Linked DNA regions of Mus musculus: region 1 is linked to region 2. Evidence: chromatin contacts called from public HiChIP or PLAC-seq data. All regions are on one chromosome and are shown on one strand. Each heading gives the region's core, a stretch centred on a gene start, on an enhancer-like site or on the middle of the called end of the contact. The rest is flanking DNA. Distances are from core to core; before and after follow the strand shown.

The links. HiChIP or PLAC-seq counts read pairs in DNA pulled down with a chosen protein or histone mark.
Region 1: a contact with region 2 is called in an HNF4G HiChIP or PLAC-seq map of pancreatic cancer cells. The contact joins two enhancer-like sites. A contact is called at or near these places in 2 of 39 promoter capture datasets (hippocampal neurons and liver), 2 of 115 datasets of contacts at active chromatin or transcription factors (a colorectal cancer cell line and pancreatic cancer cells) and 1 of 9 other capture datasets (embryonic stem cells).

The regions. Positions count from the first base shown.
Region 1 is chr11:43,180,928-43,186,632 of GRCm38.p6, reverse strand. The region is part of intron 4 of Atp10b (ATPase, class V, type 10B); the gene reads right to left. Among named protein-coding and RNA genes, the nearest start is that of Atp10b, 34 kb to the right of the region's middle. Within about 2 kb of position 2,907, at least 50 of the 459 cell types and tissues checked have an H3K27ac peak or open chromatin away from gene starts, as enhancers often do. A contact at or near this core is called in pancreatic cancer cells, where this site is marked.
Region 2 is chr11:43,029,705-43,035,431 of GRCm38.p6, reverse strand. It overlaps a transcript of Atp10b not described here. Among named protein-coding and RNA genes, the nearest start is that of Atp10b, 120 kb to the left of the region's middle. Within about 2 kb of position 3,446, at least 10 of the 459 cell types and tissues checked have an H3K27ac peak or open chromatin away from gene starts, as enhancers often do. A contact at or near this core is called in pancreatic cancer cells, where this site is marked.

The DNA.
Region 1 (5,705 bases), core at 1,658-4,157, 150 kb before region 2:
GCTGTAATTTGTGGGCTGCTTTTGCACTTTTGATTAAGCCATGCGCTTTGGTCCTGACCCATACCACTCAGATCACTGCTGGGTTTCAGAAAGGAGTGGCAGCTAATAATCCTGCAGCAGCTCAGAGTCCCTGTTGCCCCTGAATCACGCCCTGTGGGGCTCCGGCCAAGGTCATGGTGAAGGTCGACTCTCTTGCCCTGTTCTTGCTCAGAGCAAACCTGCTGTGTCTTTTCTCTGACTCCTTCTTTCCAGGCACTGCCCATGGCTCTTCTGTCTTCATCTTGTGGAGGGCTGGTTTTTCCCTCTCTCGCTACCTTGGTTTCTTCTTGCACTCTCCAAAATAGATGCAGAAGACACAAGAGCCCTGCTTTTGCAAATGTTTATTATTATTTTTAAAGTATGTGTATGTGATACATACATGTGAGTGAAGATACCCTTAAGATATAAAAAAAAGAAAAGTGTTCTATCCCCTAGAGCTGGAGTTACATTCAGCTGTGATCATTCTGTTGTAGTTATGGAAACCAAACTTAAGTCCTCTGCAAGAGCGGTACACACTCTTTTAACCACTGAACTATCTTTCAAACCCCCAATACTGTGTCCTCTAAACATGACGACGTGGCCCTACTTCCCGTAAGGACAAGATGTGGTTCCTCCAGGGAAGCTTTTGTGACTGCCAAAGGATGTATGTAATTACCAGGCCATCTAACATCAACCAGGCTCAGCAAACTTTGATTCTCCTCCCAGGTAGGGCAGGGCTCATCTCACCACCCTCCAGATTATTCTATTTCATGGATAAACTTAATCTAAGCAGATTCTTGTTTTTAATTGTTCCCCCCTTCCCCCATAAGCTGCTGCTCTTTGACGAGAGTCCCACTGACTGCAACCAAAGCACAGGGAGAGATAACCCTCTTTCAGAGGAGGGTATATGTCTCTGCAGGGCTTTAGGGAAGGCCAGACTATTTTTCCCTGTGTCAGGCACATGCTAATAAGATCCCAATGTAAATTTAGGACGTGTGGGCAAGTGTATAGTTGAGAATAAACGGAACATCATCTCATAGTTGGCATGTAACAGATTTGCCTATGGGAAAATCTGTGGGGCATTTCTTGATTGATTTGGAAGGGCCCACAGTGGGTAGTGGCATCCCTGGGCTGGTGGTCCTAGGATATATAAGAAAGTAAAGCTAGCAAACCAGGAGGAGTAAGCTAGTGAACAGTACCCCTCCATAATCTCTCCTTCTATTCCTGCCTTGAGTTCTTGTCCTGACTTCCCTTTATCATGAATAAGCTGTAAAATGAAATAAACTCTTTTTGAACCCCAACGGCTTTTGGTCATGTCTTGACTATGGCAAGAATGCAAACTAGAACAGCTGACTCATAAAAACTGTCTTCAAAGTTGAGGTCTCATGCATTCATTCTTTTCTCTTTCATGATTTTGAGTATTTATTGGATATCAGGACATGGATCTTGGGGAAAGGGAAAGAGATTCAGAGAGGAGGAAGTGGGTATTGACACAACAATTACTATAGCGATAAACAACACCCAGTTCCCAGTCTTGCTCAGGTGTGTCCATTTGGTACCTTTGAAAGCAAAACAAAGTGGTCCAAAAGTCAGGGTGTCATAACTTCCCAGGCTGTGTTGTCTTACTTTTTGCTGACCTTTATCTCAGATACAGCAAGCTGGCCACTGTCAAGGCCACCAGGAAATGCAATCTAAAGCAATCTGGCTGGAGCATATTGTAACAGTGAGAACAGGTTAGGACAGGAAACCCCTTACGTGTTCTTCCAGTTTTACTTTTTTAAGTTTACTTACCATCATGTTATTTTCACAATGGATTATCAAGTCATTCAATTAAACTGGTTAACAAGTCCCTGCTTCACTTTTTGATATTTTAGTAGACCACTGCTCCATGTTTCCTTATCTCCTCTTCCATATTCTTTGCAAAACAAGCTCCTGTAGCCCCTTCATCCCTTGCTCACATCTTGACGTAAGTCAAGGCATCCTGCCTCTTATGCTGTCCCACTGTGGGACTGTGAGCTGAGTGCAATGACTCCAGGAAGGAAAATCACACAAGACCGTTAACTTATTATTCCTTTCAGTCCTTCACTGTCATCTTGGATTCCTAGTTGTGGTTTCTAAGTCCAAATCCTCAAGCTTTCTTTTCAACCACCGAGCCTTATTATATGTTCTTCCTTCCCTTCCTTTTCCTACCGCATTCTTATTACAATTCTCTTTTGTTCCAATTATCTAGAACCATCTCACAGAATTCTGTTACTTGTGAAGAAAAGAACACAATTCCCTGTAGTGGTCACTCCACTCCATGGCCACACAGCACACTTTCTTTCGTAACATAGATGTAGTGTTACTTTACAAATTTTGTGAGAATTTTATTTTTAATTATTTGTGCTCCAATCATTTATATTTTAAATGTTTACATTTGTTCTATGACCATTTTGTACACGTTTAATAATCCTGCTTATTGTTTCCTCTGCCCCTCATTTTACCTCACTCTCACCAGTGTGGCCCGCCTGACCTTCCTATACTCACACCCTTTTGTTTAGAGACTCCTGTTTTTAATCAAGACTGGTAGATGATTAATTCCCACAAAAGGTCACCAATTCCACAGTAGTTTTGCTAAATCTGTATTTTTCTTTGTTAATGAACACTGAAAGCATTACTACTTGTTTTGGAGTCACACAAGGTATAAAGCAGTGGTTCTCAAACTGTGGGTTGTGACCCCTTTGGGGGTTAACTGATGGGGGGGGGTCATTTATATCAGAATTCTTCCATATCAGATAGTTACATTATGATTCATAACAGTAGCAAAGTTACAGTTATGAAGTAGCAACAGAAATGTTTTTATGGTTGGAGGTTACCAAAACACGAGGAACTGTGTTAAAGGGTTGTAGCATTAGGAAGGTTGAGAAACACAGCTATAAAGTAACAGTGACTCACAGTCATATGGTCTTAGAGTACAGGATTCATGTTTCAAATCATTTTGAAACCCCTGTCAATCTAGAAATTCTGTGCTCATTGAAGGAAAGGAAACAGCCGGCCTTTCCTCTAACACAGAACACATGTATTCATCCAGATTTTACTAGGAGCCGAGGATGTCTGTTAAAGAGAAGAGTGGAGTCAGTTATCACTACGCTTGCTTACTGCTGAGTCCATTTTCTCATGGTGCTCAGGAGAGGGGGCCACCATGAAGATTCCTGGACCTGGATTAGCCCAACAAAGCAAGGGTAGGGATACCTCTCCTAATCTGATCAATGGGCCATGCCATAAAGGAGTTAAAAGGCTGGCAGAACACCATGCCAACTAAAAAAGCAGTGAGGAGGAATACTGTAGAATTGGGGAATTCCTCTTCACTCACTCTTTTAAAGAAAAAAAAAGTGTTTCACTAGGGTATCTAAATCGTGATAGCAAATGTTCACCATACATCATCTGCTGGGATAAATCATTGTTTCCTTCCTGGAATGCAAATGAAGGAAGCCCTAATTTCTGCAAACCCTATCTGAAACTACTAACAATTACTGGCACTTGGCAAACTTTCTAGTTCCTGGTTGGTGATTGTCCTTTTCAAGATAACCACTGGGTGTGATGAGTAATCCCTTCCATCTGTCTCTGGAGGAGGGGCTAGTCTACATTCCCAGTCATCTGGACAGTCTTCCTGCCACAGCTACTGGCATACAAGAACATGGCTTGGGCTGGAAGGCCATCTGAACGGGACCTTAATGCTTCCTTGTAGGTTGAGTTTCCTTTTTCCAAGTAGATGGATATTATGGTTTTTTTGTTTTGTTTTGTTTTTTGTTTTAATTCAAGACTAATAAATCTTAAGGTCTTGCTGTGACATATTCCTTATAATGTCTGGGTTTGACATTCCAACAAAATATCAGAAAAAGAATGATTTTGTCCCCGGATCATTTCCAAAAGAAATATTAGTAGAGTTGTTTACCAAGGACTGTGTCATGCAGTCATTAATTTCTGATTAGAACTCATTGGCTTAGTCTATTCCCTGGCCTGTGTTTATTTTGTCTTCGACCCCAGGAATATGTCATTGCATTACTTCACAGAGAAGGCCTGTCATCTACACTCAGTGAAAAAATAAATAAGTGACATGAGGCATAAACTCTGGACAACTGCCATAGGAGGGGCAGTGATGTCTTAAGGGAGTATTCACTGTAAAGACAAACCTTCTCTGTATAAAACTGTCTTGTTAGAGATAACAAAAACACGGGAAAACAATGGGAAAACCCAATGTTTTTGGCAAAAGAGGCCGTAAAAAGCAGAGTATAAATTTCAACTCGAGAAGCTATATTGAGCTGTTCACAGAAGATACAATCATAACGTGTCACCTCTGCCAATAAATAATGGCAATGAAAATCCAAGCCAGGCATTAACAACTAGACATTCTATAGCATTGGATGAGAAAGTGAATTGATTAACTGGAAGATGGGGTGAAGAAGAATGAGAAGTAGCAACATCTACAGAAGCCCAGAGAAGAGTAAGAACCTGCTATTCGATCCACAATATTGGGAAGGCAGAGGAACTAAGACAGGAAGCAGGTTTCGGGGAAGAAAGACTAGCATGGGGGAAGGGATATAGGAGAGAGTTAGAGGACATCCAGACCCTGCCCTATATAGTATACAACCATGGTCATATGTAATGTAGGATTTTACAGTCTGAGTCTGTAATGGATATCCATTGCTTTGTTGCTCAAAACCCTTTTTCTCCACAGATCAGTCCTCCTTATGACTTTCAGACGGAGGATGCAGTTCAGAGAACCCTGACACTCTGGCCATAGTTAATTGGTCCAGGAATGGGTATATGATACCTAACCTGGGACAATCAGTCTCTTTCCCTGGGATGCTTTCCTGACATACGTATCAAAAAGACTGATTACTCCTCTCTAGGAATTAAATGGGAGCTGGGCCCAAAGTGGAGCTTATCCTGATGGATTCTCACTTCCTGGCACCACAAGGCCTAAGGCGCACTCACCTTGTATTTTTCCAACAATTTTCATTTTGGGCAAGGTATTTTTAGTCAGCATTTTGCCATATGCAACCAAGGTATTGTGTGTGTGTGTGTTTGTATGCATATGTGTGTTTTGTCTTGTACAGGGCAGAAGTTGGGACAGCTGTCTTTCATTTCTCTTCACAAAATGATTTGAGTCACTGTCCTTTACTAAAGCTAGAGCTTATTGATTAGATTAGATTGGGTGATCAAGCATGCTGAGGGAGGAATGCTCCTGTCTCTACCTTGATGATGCTAGGATTATAGGCTCACATCCCCTTCGTAGTTTTAACACAGGTGCTGGAGATCCAACGTACATCCCCAGGGATGGTTGTGTAACATTTACTTGCCTGAGCCATCCTGCAACTAAGATTTTTGATTAATCCACATGTTAGATAGGTATGGTTATCATTTGAGACAAGAAATATTTTTCATATTGAGTTTAAATACACACAATTTTTCTTACTGGTTAAGGTTGTGTAGGCCAACATTTAAATCTAAATATATTATCCTAAGCTATGGAGATGGTAGAATGGAGAAAGTCTGAAATCTTTATGCTATCATCCATTAAGACCTTAGTGTGATTCCATCTTTCACATAACCTGGAAGAGTGGATCCTGAATGGATATAAATGGTAAAGCATTTTTAAATAGTTGTGTGCAAATAATGTTAACACTGGGAAGAGTGCATCCAAT
Region 2 (5,727 bases), core at 2,197-4,696:
ACGAGAGTAAATGATAAGTTTTCCCATTTGTTGGGATACTAGGGAAATGTTCAAAAGAATGAGGAAGGTACAAATACTGTTGAGGGGACATATATTGAAAACAGCACTAGGTAAGAATTCAACTTATAGGAATGATACACAGTGAGATTAATGTTTATTTACAAAGTCAGTTGTTATGGTGTACAGAGAGAACAAATGTGTTCACATATAAATACAGGGGACAAGGACACTGATTGACGTTCAATTTTATTATATCTTATTTTGTTTTTAGAATGTAGAGAATGATAAAACTTTTCTTCATTTTCTGACAAGGATCCAGAAAAGCTAGGGGCCCACTTCTAAGGGAAACATACCAGTGGTAGGACAAAGAATCCTAAACTCCTAGTACAGAGCACAGTTATGCTTGCTGTCCTTATACAAGGCATGGAAAAAGGACACAATCCTGTCAGAGAGTGTAAAGAGAAATAAGAGCCATTTGTACCAGTCTTCCATGGGCAGGAGATGCCGTTTCCAAGCTGAAGCAAGCCTGCCTCCATTTTCTAGCCCTTTCCTACAGAACCTTCATCAAGTACGCAGGGATAATATGGCGAATACCAAGATGCATCAGGAGACCTAAGAGAAAGTTATGCATGCTATGGGGCCCTCACCAAATGTTCAGTATCTCTCTGCTGAAAGCTGAGTAGCAGGATAACATGGGAGACTGATTTTCACATGGCCCCAGAGTATTTATGCCTTGGTGGCATATTTCTGTATAGTAAAGAAGAGAGAAAAATGTCTCTTACATTTTGGGAAGCTGGAGCCTGGGCTGTAGACTGCAGAGAAAGCTTGAGATAATTGCTATTCTCTGACACTGATGGAAACAAGGCTGACCTTGCCTTCAAATCTTTTGATGTAAGGGTCAAATTTATTAACCTGCTGCTGCAGCAAATCCTAAATAATCCATCTCAACTAAAGATTAGATGCTAAATCCACATACATTTCCAAATCAGTGGACTGAAGAGTAAGGAATACTCTCCTTTGACAGAGTCAATATTCCCTTAATTCTCGTGTGTGTGTGTGTGTGTGTATGTGTGTGTGTGTGCCATGCAATATATATTATGAGACAGAGAAACATGACTAAGAACCAGAGGGGGGAACCTCCATTTTGAATACTAGGAAGTGAAAAGTTAAAGGCATAGAAAAATCTACATAATGAAATAATTACAGAAAGTTTCTTCAATCTTGGGAAATCCTCCTTGTGCAGGAGCCTCAAATGACTCTAGAAAAACATGACCAGAAAAAAATCCTTACCTTAACACAATATTATTTATATGCCCAAATTCCAAGATAATTGCAAGGGAAAATATAAACTCACGGTGAGCCAAAGCACTAAAGGTAAGCCTATTGACTAACTGGAACAGTTGGTTTCCAGTCACCTGAGAGTAAAACAATGATAGACCAAAGAAAGGATTCTACCCAACACAGACAAGAGTTACTTACAGAAGGATGGGCTACACCACAGATGGCTTGAATAAGAATGGTCCCTATAGGCTCATCAATTTTAATGCTTAGTCTCTGGGGAGTAAAACTCTGAAAAATTGAAAAGATTGGGAAACATGGCCTTGTTGGAGGAAGTATGTCACCGGGGTGAGCCTTGAGGTTTCAAAAGCTCAAGCCAGGTAGCCTATGGTTCAGAAGGGAGCTCTCAGCTATTGCTCCAATGCTTGTCTGCATGTAGCTAGGCTCCCTGCCATGAAGATAATGGACTGAACTCTGAAACTGTAAGCAAGCTTCCAATTAAATGTTCTCTTTTAGAAGAGATGCCTTGGTCATGGTGTCTCTTCACAGAAATAGAACAGTGACTAAGACAAACTCCAAAGATTCTCCTTGCCAGCAATTGTTAACTGCTTATATATACTTGGAGAAGGGAGAGACTACATCTATCTTCTGAGCCCTCTAGCCTTTCCAGGTGGGAATATTAGTAGGGACAATATTGAGAGGATCTTGTGAGCATGACCGTTAAGTGCTCTGGTCCAACACAGATGACAACAATTATGTCCAACCCAAAGAAAACAGCCACAAGGAACAAGAATCTAAAACTTCCAGAAAACCTTAGAGAGGAAACACTTAAGACATTGACACATGCAAAAAAATTCTAAATAACTCTTTACAAAGAAACCACATAGTTAACAAGAGCAAACAGCTGGCAAGCAAGAATACAACTGTTGTAGTTTGCTCTCTGTGGCTGTGGTAAACACCATGACCAAAACAACCTGAGGAGGAACGGGGTTATATTTACAGGCTATGATCCATCATGAAAAAAAAAACAAACAAACAAACAAAAAAAAAACCAAGGCAAGGACTAAAGCACAAGCTTAAAATGGAAACTCTTTACTGGCTTACCCCTTTGGCTAGCTCAGCTACTACTTTTATCATTCATACTCATCTGCCCAGGGATGGAATTGCCCACATTAGCCCTTCTATGTCAATGCACTATTAAGAAAATGTTCCCTGTTAAGGTTTGGTATGTTGCCATGCATCACGATACTAAATACTGACCCCCAACATTAGGTCTCCCCCATGAGGAAAGCCTCAGGAGATTCTCATGTATACCAAATGATGCTATGTAACCTTGCTCTAGTTTTAAATGATTGGCTGAATAGAGATACCTACAGTCTATAGTTGGGTAGAAGAGAGGTAGGCAAAGCTTTGGTTGCCAGGCTTGGGGTCTGAGGCAGAGGCCATGAGGAAAAGAGAATGAGAGAAGGAGGAGGAAGAAGATGCCTTGGGGAAGGTGGATCTTGAAAGCATGGCCAGAAGGGCTGGCCAATTGGTATAGGAGCCGCCCAGGTAGAACATGGCAAGTGATATCTCACGGTTACTGACAGGGAAGTAAACAAAATAGTGCAGAGGTTTGAGGTCTGCCCAGCTCTAGTGCTTTTCAGCTTATTATAAAGATAAAAATTTTGTGTCTTTTATTTGGGAACTAAATGATCTAAGGTGGGGTAGAAACCACTGTTGTGGATGGGCCCGGTGCTGTTTGTATGTTAATTCTGCTCTCCTGGGAGGGGCTGTGGACAAGGAGTGAGTCATACTCAGGTGACTTCTTGTGAACCAATCCCCTAATGAATAAAAGAACCACTCACTGGGCGAGTTGGACAGAGAAAGAAGGGAACCAGGGGAGAGTTACGGCCCCTTTGGCACGGGGACAGCAAATGGTTAAGATGTAGCTGCTAGAGTTTCCTGCCATCATGGTGGATCTGCAAGGATTCATCACTGGAGAAATCAGATTTTAATAAGGCTTACAAGATTTGGTTTTAGTTGTTGCACCCAGAGATTGAGTTACCATTGTGTCTGAACTAAGGTTGTGTTGCGTTTTCCCTTACATGGTGACTTGCCTAACTTCAAGAGAGAAGAGTATGGTGATGGCAAAGAGTGGGTTTACCAGATGTGCACCACAAAGGCTGTGGGGGATTTGAAACACTGGATTGGCATGGTAACAGCCTGCCAGTGGGAACCTAGTGAGCTGGGTGGAGAGATTGTGGAGTTCTGAGTCAGAGTCTCCATCAGATAAAAACAGGTCTGCCATTGCCCGCCAGTGCATGGCCGGCCAGACTGCCAGGGCGGAGGCACAAGCGCTGGAATCTGCCAGTTCTTTCTTTCTTTTTTTTTTTTTTTTAACATTTCCTGCAATAAACCACTAATTAATTTTAACCACAAGAGCCCCCCGAACACAGTTACAAACCCATTTGATCTGGGAAGTTTTCCAGTTGAGGTTCTCTCTTCCCAGGTGACTCTAGGTTTGTGCCAGTTGATGCTAACTATGGTGCCATTCTAAAAAGCATTTGCATAGCAAAAGAAACCCAGAGTGAAGACCAATGTACTAAAAGGAAGAAATGATCTATCTGCCATTCATCAGACACCAAGGAAGCCCAAAACCTTTTAACATAAAAATAACAAGTAATTAAGTGAGAAAATAATCAGAATACATTGTCTCCAAAGAAAGAATGCAAATATTAAGGCATATTTAAAAACACTCAGTAGGTTTTGCAAACAGAGCAATGCAAATCAAAACCACAACACAGCATCTCATTCTGGTTAGAAAAGCTAATATAAAAATGATAAAAGGTAACAAATACTGAGAACATATATGGAGAAATAGGAATTCCCAAACACTGCCATAAGGAATGCAAAGTAGTATAGTCATTGTCAAGAACAGGAAGGTCATTCTTCAAGACACCGACAATAGGTCTGCTGCAGAATCCAGTTATCCTGTCTTTTGATGCATAGCCACATACGTTGGGCAAGTCAGCATACAAATGAGCTCCCTGCATGCACATGGTTCTTGTGGCATTATAGATAATAGTGAAGATATCAACCTAGCTTCCCACAAATAGATGAATGGGAAAAGAAAGGAGGCTATATACAGTAAAGTACTACTTAGCCTAAAGAAGAATGAAATTTTGTCTCCACCCACAGGCTTGAGTCTGGCCACCCTCTCTTCTCTGGAGTCATGGGTAAGGGTCAACTTAGGTCATACATAGACAGCAGTGTGAGGCTGAAGACATACCACAGCGCTTTCAATCAAAAAGTCCTTTTCCAAATTCTAATATTTGCCTAACAAAGCATGATCGTGTTGAGTGAGAAGCAAGAAGAATTCTGGGTGTGACTTAGGAGATTTGATGTCTATGTAGAGATTTTTCTTCCTGTGTTTGGAAGTAGGTCATGCACAGGTTTCTGTTACTTTGGGGGTAGGCAGATAAGATGTTTGGCTAAGCCATTCTGTTTTCCTAGAGATTGTTTGATTCTTAGCAGAAATAAGGCAAGATGAATTCAGGTCAAGGGCACAAGTTATGACAGAGAACATAAAGCTAACTTGTTTTCTAATTCTAATAATATTTGTTTTGTGGTAGATAAGTGTATAAAATACTTTTGATACTGAAAGTACAATCTTTAATTTGAAATGTAACAGCTTCAGTGATGAATATTAATTCTAGTTGTATATAAGTTCAATAAGTTTTATGTAGACCCTGGGTATGGATGATTTTGGTGTGTGGTATTTTTACTTGCAAGTTATTTTTATTTTTTAGTTGAAAATAGATTCTTCTCTCTTACAATATTTTTAATAATAAAGCTTATTAAAAATAAGGTCAATATGGAGATGAAAGATATAAAGAAAAATAAGAGAGAGAATTGTTTGTTTTCCTGAAGTTTCCCATGTTTTTATTATCTGTTCCTTAAACCTAATCCCGACTTGCTATCCTGAAGAAAGGAAATGCAGATCTCTTTTGGGAATGATTCTTGATTGGATCTCATACCCAAGTCATTGATTCATGACTTTTCAGTAAAAAACAACTAATTTCCTTAGAAACAATGGATCATTTCTCTAGTTTTCTAGCTTCCACAGATTCCTGATTGTGGTGGACTTGCTGCAATCAAGTGAAATATTTGTGGAATGCCTGACATGTGCTCACCAATTGACTGTTTACTGAGGAGGACAAAATGAGGTCACATGGTTGCTCCTGTTTCTCTCTACTCCTTTATATTTATATTTATATTTATATTTATATTTATATTTATATTTATATTTATATTTATATTTATATTTATATTTATATTTATATTTATATTTATATTTATATTTATATTTATATTTATATAGAGTGACCTTTGCAAAGATCTGGTCTCACAACAGTATCTACTCTCTTCCTTGCTAATTGAATAGCACCCTCTGAGGATCATTTGCAA